Linked DNA regions of Danio rerio: region 2 is linked to region 1. The links are chromatin contacts, called in public HiCAR-type maps. All regions are on one chromosome and are shown on one strand. The core of a region is the stretch at or near the end of the contact, and the rest is flanking DNA. Distances in the headings are between cores, read along the strand shown. Region 1 holds the start of siva1 (SIVA1, apoptosis-inducing factor). Region 2 holds the start of cep170ba (centrosomal protein 170Ba).

Region 1 (4,243 bases), core at 488-2,987:
CTTGATAACTGATCTCTCGCTAATTTAGTTCTTCAAACAAGTTCGCGAATCAGATTAGAATGTCTGGATAAACTGATCTGAGATCGCTGCGTGTGTTGTGAAGGACAGATCTATCGATCCTCGAAATCATGATCAGCAATGCAACGATTGGCTGACGGCACAGCAGCGTAATGACATCATCTGATTAATATTCAATTATCCATGTGAGCAAAATTACATCAAATTAGCAGTAAACGGTTTGTTTAATATGACACGCAATAACCTTCCACATTTGTTGTGAGCTGCAGGCTTTACACTTTCATGTGTCGAGACAAGAGTATTCATCATGCATTTCAATGCAAATCAATGTATTTAGTTCTACATTTAGAAAAGATTTTCTTTATTATAGTAGCCGTTTTTTAATCGGTGTAAAGAATAACTGGTTGTTTACAAAAGCATTTTTATATTGGTAAAGGTGTCTGCAACTTTTGTGAAGCATCAATCACTGGCATATTAACTATCAAAACATGTTTATGACTGCATAAATGTATTATTGCTTTAAAAAAAAAGTCACATATTGTGCATTTCTATTATACACAATTTGTACTAAGCGATCTAAAAAGTTCATACCAATTTGTTTTCTCTTTGCACCACCAGATGGCAGTCTTTGTTCATTTCGAGGGTGCAGATTGCATACGTTTTATTAATATGTAAAACTTTATTTATTTTATTAATGACTATAACTTTATATATATAGTTAAAAAATATGTACCACTTTCCCAAGTGTATATAACTACTACTGTAAGAAAATATCAGAATTCGGAACATACTTACTGTATTATCTTTGCTTGAACTGAGCCGATCTAATCCTGTTTATATGAATTGAACCTGCTCCCGATCAGGTTTGACGTGGCAGAACTGTTGCCATGACAACAACTCTCGGATCAGCTTTGAAGAACGAAACGATCCTGGATCATGTCAAATCGTCAATATCCAAATCCAGCTAACTGAGTAATCCACGTACGAAGAACGGACCCCAGGTGTTGAATGTGTGTGTACATTGTATATCAGTGTCAAAGTGTCTGTGCACTGGAAGTGTGTATATTGCGCGCGTTTGTGTTGCAAGTGTGCGTCTGTGCTGAAAGTGTATACAAGTGTATTGTGTCGTAAGTACCTTTGTGCCAAGTGTGTGTTTGTGCGGCGGTGTGTTATATTTGCACATTTGCTCATTGTTAAAGTGACAGCGAACAGCGAATATGCTAATATAACGTCAACTTTACACTAATATATGCGTTTCTGACCGTAAAACTAACTGTTAGCTGCTGTATATCTGTGTGCGAGTATGTTAGTGTTGTGCTCTATGTGTGGGTGTGTGTGTTTTAAATGTGTGCGTTTCTGACCGTAAAACTAGCAAGTGTGCATCTTTGTGCTGAACGTGTGTGTGTGTGTGTGTGTGTGCTGTAAAAGTGTGTGTGTGTGTGTCTTACCGTAGATCTCCTGTCGGTAGCGGAGCCCGAACACGCCGCAGCTGCTCATCTCTTTCTGGCCCACATGAACTTTATACTGCGAGGAGAAACTCTCGCTGAACGGGTACGAGCGCTTGGGCATCTTAAAAACACCTGAGATAAAACACGAACACGCACCTGGGGCGGAGGACACGCAGAAACACACCGGAAAACCCGCGAAACAAACTGAGAGATAAACAACACGAGTTCGCGCTTTAAGGATTCCGCTTCTTCTTCGTCTGCTTCAGCCGCGCGCAGACACGAGCACGCGCTTCTGACACCTGCTGCCCAGAAGAGGAATCACAGCACCTGCAGTCGTCTCGGAGCTGTATGCTCAGCTGTTTACATTTTACAACAATCTGGCGAATTTAGTGATTTGTGCAGTGCAATCTGAGTTGCAGCCAATGCTTTTCAATGCGCTCACCTTTTTTATTTATTATTTTTTTTTTATTTATTAAAGCGTTCAACAAGAATACAAAAAAAAAAAAATACAGAAAAGGTATAAACCTTTAACAACAAGGGTAGAAAACAGAACAAAACAAAATGACAAACTAAAGAATATGCCAGGGGGAATATAAATGACAAAAAGCACTTTAAATTTAAAGCAAGGTCACAGTGATGTTTACAAGATCACATACATTACAGTCATCTATTATAAAAAAGAGAGAATATTGTAAGATTCACATAGTGTTACGGATTTTAAAGCTTTAACATTGCTGGAGGTAGAGATTGTATTTAAATAATATTTCAAATCTTTACAAAAAATAAGAAAAAGGGGCTTTACAGACAAACATTTGCATTTATGTATAAAAAATTTTGCTAGTAAAATAAACAGATTTATTAGAAAATATTTATCTTTAACTTTATCAACATGATAAAAACCAAATAAAACATCCTTGTATGACAAAGAAAAATTATACAAAAGAGATACACGTATAAATAATCAATGCGCTCACCTAACCCTTACCCTATCCCTTACAGTGACGACACTAGCTCCATTGAGTGAGTTGTGACTGGCGTTGCATCACTGAGAAATGCATCAAGGCTGCATCCAGATACTACTGGAGTTGGGGGCCTTATGGGATATGCACCCTTTGGTATGTTTTCTTTTGTGTTGTTTATTTATTTAGCTCTTTTTATATCACTCAGTCTTTTCTATATTAAAGTAAAAAATAACAACTAAAAATCATCAATAAACTGAATTTTCATCTGATTTAACTGCTGGAAGGCTCCATCATTGGATGTGGGGGACGCATTTGCACAGTTGTAACAAAATTATTTGTTAAAATAAAATATGTTATGTTATATACAATTTATTGGTATAATTCATACATCTAGGTATTATTTGGGGCCTTTCAAATATCCCAGGGCCCTAAGCGGCTGCTAACTCTGCGTATTGATTAAATCTGCCCCTGACAATAATAGTTAAAATAAAGATTAAATTCTTATGAAATAGAAACGCCAACTGACCCAGCCGGGGCTCGAACCAGCGACCTCCTGAGGCGATCGTGCTACCTACTGCGCCACTGTGATGCCCCATTTTATTATTAATAATATTGTGGTGGCTTAGTGGTTAGCGCTGTCCCCTCACAGCAAGAAGGTCGCTGGTTTGAGTCCAAGCTGCATCAGTTGGCGTTTCTATGTGGAGTTTGCATGTTCTCCCAGTGTTGGTGTGGGTTTCCTCCAGGTGCTCCAGTTTCCCCCACAAACACATGCGCTATAGGAGAATTGATGAACTAAATTGTCCACTGATAAGTGTGAGTGTGAGAATGATAGTGTATGTGTGTTTCCCAGTACTGGGTTGCTGCTGAAAGGACATCAGCTGTAAAACATATTCTGGAACAGTTGACGGGTCATTCCACTGTGGTGACCCCTGATGAATAAAGGGACTGAGCTGAAGGAAAATGAATGAATGAATGAATTATTATTGATTAATGATTTGACCTTCACACCCGCAGGGTTATTATTAATTCATCGTTTTCTTTTCAACTTAGTCTCTTTATTAATCAGGGGTCGCCACAGTGGAATGAACCACCAACTCATCTAGCATATGTTTTATGCAGCGGATGTCCTTCTAGTTACAACCCAGTACTGGGAAACATCCATACACACTCATACACTGGACAGTTTAGTTCATCAATTCCCCTATAGCGCATGTGTTTGGACTGTGGGGGAAACCGGAGCACCCGGAGAAAACCCACGCTAACACCGGGAGAACATGCAAACTCCACACTGAAATGCCAACTGGCTTAGCTGAGGCTCGAACCAATGAAGTTCTTGCTGTGATGCAACATCGCTACTCACTGTGCCACGTTATTATTAGTATTGTTAATGTTCTTACTATTGCAGTTTGAATGTCACTAGGCGTACAGTTTTAATTAAATTCTTCACACATCTTTGTTTTTGTGCTACAGTATCTAAAACAACTCTTTAAACAAATTATATTTAAATTTAGTATCTAATACACTGACATTCAGGAGATGTGAAACTTTGGGTCGAAATGAATCAATAAATAAATAAATAAATGAAAATTATTATTACTACAAAAACAATTAAATGTATTACTGAAAAAACATAATAATTGATTTAAAAATTAAATATAAATAAGTAATGCGAAGCAGTGGCGCAGTAGGTAGTGCTGTCGCCTCACAGCTAGAACGTCGCTGGTTCGAGCCTCGGCTGGGTCATTAGGCATATCTGTGTGGAGTTTGCATGTACTCCCTGCGTTCGCATGGGTTTTCTACAGATGCTGCGGTTTC
Region 2 (4,243 bases), core at 646-3,145, 190 kb before region 1:
ACGTGTCACAGCATCAGTACCCTGCACTGTCTTTCACTTTCACAATTGTACTAAGTAATTTAAGAGAAAACCTCAGACACTGTTGGTTGTGCAACTTGTTTACCGACCAACCTCCCGCGGAAAAAGTGATTGACAGGTGGTAATTTGTGTGCAACTTATCTTTATTTATTTATGATTAGTTTATGGGTAAAACAAAAACCATGCGGGTCAGGTAGTTGAAACGGTAGGCTACAAATAATTAATTCGTTATGAATTAATTCATTATTTATAAATAATTAATTCAACTCCGCCTATGATGACCATGTCATCGTCTATCGCAATGTTTCACATTAGACATCTTGCGATGCCAAATTGGTCGACATCGCTCAACCATAATCAAAATTATTTTGTATACTTTATACTTATCAGACATGTATATAATCCTGGCAAGTCACTAAGGTCTTCTGATCAGTTTATTCTTTCGGTATCAGGGTCTCGGTGTAAGCAAAGTGGGGAATCGGGCTTTTGCTGTTATCGGCCCAAAACTCTGGAACTGACCACCCCACATCAGACATGCTCCAACTCTATCCGTTTTTAAAAAGCGTCTGAAACTCCATCTTTGTTCTTAAGCATTTGAGCCTTGTTAATGTTGAGGGGTTTGCCTTATGTTTTAATTGTTATGTAGGTTTTATTTTATTTAGTATTGATTGTGTTCAGCACTTTGGGCAACGTTGTGTTGTAAAAAATGTGCTATATAAACGAACAAACTAACATTTAACAACAACCCAGACAATAGATCACTGGAAACTATTACAAATGAGCACAAAAGTCTCATTTTCACATGTTTTAACATTGAAAAGTCGATGGAAGAAAGATCAAAGTCACGTAATGCCATTCAAAAGCAGAAATTAACAGGGAAAAATAAAAACATGAATCACAAAATATGGAAAACTGCTAATTTAGGATATTTTTACAGTATATAATCAACATGTTAACAAGAAATTATGCTGTTATATATTAGTCAGACATGGAAGATGTCCTTTAGGACTTTGACATCTTTAAATTAGGTATGGTTGGGTTTTATATTAGCACATTCAGACATTCTTCTTATTAATAATATAAATTAAAAGTTTTTATTTGCAAATTCTAAATAGAGAAATCATATTATCAGACAATGACTATCAAAGTACAACATTGTTTACTGTCAAACAAATAGTGCTAATGTAGTTTTGAATATATTTAAAAATACTATGGTAAACAATATAGGGAGCATGTGAACGAATGGGCTAATATAAAACCAACTTTACCTCAATCTTTAAATTAAATTGATCCGTACAAAGTTCAAGTCTAGACATTTTTAAACCCTTCCTGACCTCCAAAAAACCTCAGCTATTGACCAAAATCCACCTGTGAAGACTGAAATCCCGAATCACTACAGGTGTAAATCAAACTCTGGCAGACCAAGACACTGAATTAAACCTAATTAGCATTTAATAGCCCAAACAAACCTGTTAATCGACATTCATCGATAATAATAAACCCTACAGTTCAACAGAGAACACGATTAACGTTAAATTTCAAACCAATAACACACATACATTACAAACAAATCGGTTTGAACGTTAAAAATTCGATTACATTGATGTAAGAGTGTGTTTTTCCAGGTGAAGCGACTCTCACACACCTTCACTGCAGCTCCGGGCGGCTAACGTCAAAGCTCAACAGGAAGTTTTAATTCCCGACATTCCCAAACATCCGAGCTGCTCCAGTCCAGCAGAACACGGCTTTCAGGGCGTCAGACGACCGGACTCGTGGAGCTGCTGCTGTTCCCGGTAAATGAAGACTTTTATCCGCTTTTCCAGCGACGGACATACGGTCGGTCGATCTGTCTGTCAGAGAGAGTTTGTCAGGTCGGTGGCGGAGAGAGAGAGGGAGATAGTGACGTCACAGCAGCTTTGCAGCCGCCGCAGCGCCTCCACCTGAAACTACAGCCGGAAAAACTAGATCCACACCTCTTTATTATTATGACCCGAAAATAAACATTAAACAAAACATATCTACCAAAAAAGAGCTTGCAACAATTATTTATGAATATTTAATATTTATCTTATAGATAATTTATTTGTAATCAATATTTCCATCATTAGACATAAATAACAGTCCTCCATTTAAACCTGTCATTTATCCTTTAAACTGAAAAACTTAAAGACTGCAAACTTAAGGATGTCTTATTGTACAATAATACGATTCATGAAAAGAGAAACACAACTTTTGTAATAGGAAAAGGGTACATATATACAGTGATTTACATTAAACTGCAGGACACGGCCGCGGATGATGAAACCACGTGATATTCCGCATCTCCCGTTAAATGTTGCGTGCAGAATGTGCGATCAAAATAGAGTCTAAATACAATGTTGTTGTACTGTTACTTTTTCCCATACTGTGTTAAAGTTGCCTGAAATACACAGAACAGGGCGCGTTCCTGGTTTCACTTTAGTCGGTATCGCTCGTCAGCGTTGGTGGTATAGTGGTGAGCATAGCTGCCTTCCAAGCAGTTGACCCGGGTTCGATTCCCGGCCAACGCAACATTCCTTTAGCTGCTGTAAACTCAGACTGCCGTGCGGTACTTATGTTAAGATGACCCGTGTGCACAGCGAATTGAATGGGAACCCGTTCCCGACCACACAAAAAGGTTATTATCTCAGATTTGCATGATACGTATTCATAATTCGGACTTTTCCCCCTCAGAATTGAAAGATAACCCACAAATCTGAATTACAAAGTCTGAATTCTGACATAAAAAGTCATAATTCTGAGATTTCTGACTGTATATTTGACAATTCAGAGAAATAAAGTTGCAATTCCATGATATAAAATTAATTCTAAGATTACCCTGCTGAAAAATCCAGCTTAAACCAGCCTAGGCTGGTTGGCTGGTTTTAGCTGGTCGACTAGGCTGGTTTTAGAGGGGTTTTGGCCACTTCCAGGTTGGTTTCCAGCCATTTCCAGCCTGGTCTTAGCTGGTCAGGCTGGAAAATGACCTGTCAAATCCAGCTAAAACCAGCTTGATCAGCCTGGTTTAAGCTGGATATAGCTGGTTTTGGCTGGACTCCCAGCTTGGCTAGGCTGGTCAAGCTGGTTTTAGCTGGTCATCTCCCAGCCTGACCAGCTAAGACCAGGCTGGAAATGGCTGGAAACCAGCCTGGAAGTGGCCAAAACCCCTCTAAAACAAGCCTGGTTGACCAGCTAAAACCAGCCAACCAGCTTAGACTGGTTTAAGCTGGATTTTTCAGCAGGGAAAGTAAAAATGTGTTATAAAGTAGTACAATAAACTTTCTGTACAATAATACAGAATTGTGATAATAATTAGCGCTTTGGGTCAGAGAAAAGCGCACTATAAATATAAAGTATTATTATTATTATTTACATAATCATATAATAATGATAATTTAATATCATATACAAATAATATATTGATGTCAATATTTAATAAAACATTTATTTTTAAATAATAAAAAAAAAGATTTGTGTAGTTGTCAAGGCAACATTTCTAATTTTTATTTATTATTTTTCTTAAATTAATCATAAAATTGATGTAGAAAGCTATATAGAAATGTGACACAAATTAAGATGAACAAATAAACAAAACAAACCTAAGCGAAATTAGGATTTAAAACTGCAGTAGAAGGATATCAATGTCATTAAATGTATTTCTTGCACAAAAACTCACATCAAATGTGTGAATAATATCGTCGCAATATTATTAGCATTATATTCTTTAGCTGAATATTTGGGGAAAATATTGTGACACTTTTGTGAGCGCGATGCTTTTATTTTGAAATCAGACACTAATGCTCAGACAGTTTTTACTGTAACGTTCTCTTTATTTATTTATTTATTTATTTATTTATTTATTTATTTATTTATTTATTTATTTATATTTATTTATTTTATTTTATGCTTTAAACGACAGATACATGGCAATATAGTAAACAAAATAATGCCAGGGTGATAGAAAGTAAATAATAACAACAGTACAAAAAATATAATAAATAAAACAAAAATAAAAAATGAGCATAAATAATTAACTAAAATTCTTACAATTACAAATAAGCAGGACCTTTATATTAATAAAAAATGTTGAAACAGTTGGATGTAAAATGTTCTCATTGATTATTAATGAGTCACATGACAGCAGCTGTTTAATCAACTGGTGTTTGTGCTTATTGTCCGCCAGATGACGCTGTTCACCATCACATCA

Evidence for each region. HiCAR-type assays count read pairs that join an accessible place to other places.
Region 2: a HiCAR-type map of caudal fin shows a contact between it and region 1, with 5 times the contacts expected there. The contact joins the promoter of cep170ba here to the promoter of siva1 in region 1. A contact is called at or near these places in 3 of 18 Hi-C or Micro-C datasets (caudal fin, hematopoietic stem cells and an unstated tissue) and 1 of 4 datasets of contacts at active chromatin or transcription factors (caudal fin).

Annotation. Positions count from the first base shown.
Region 1 is chr17:2,493,562-2,497,804 of GRCz12tu, reverse strand. siva1 (SIVA1, apoptosis-inducing factor) reads right to left here and starts at 1,737. Exons shown (of 4, transcript NM_001327928.1): 1 at 1,467-1,737. The coding sequence starts at 1,587. The region is part of intron 1 of LOC141378500 (a long non-coding RNA gene); the gene reads right to left.
Region 2 is chr17:2,680,211-2,684,453 of GRCz12tu, reverse strand. It overlaps cep170ba (centrosomal protein 170Ba), which reads right to left and starts at 1,895. Exons shown (of 19, transcript XM_073927994.1): 1 at 1,664-1,895. trnag-ucc (transfer RNA glycine (anticodon UCC)) reads left to right here and starts at 2,496; the gene lies at 2,496-2,567.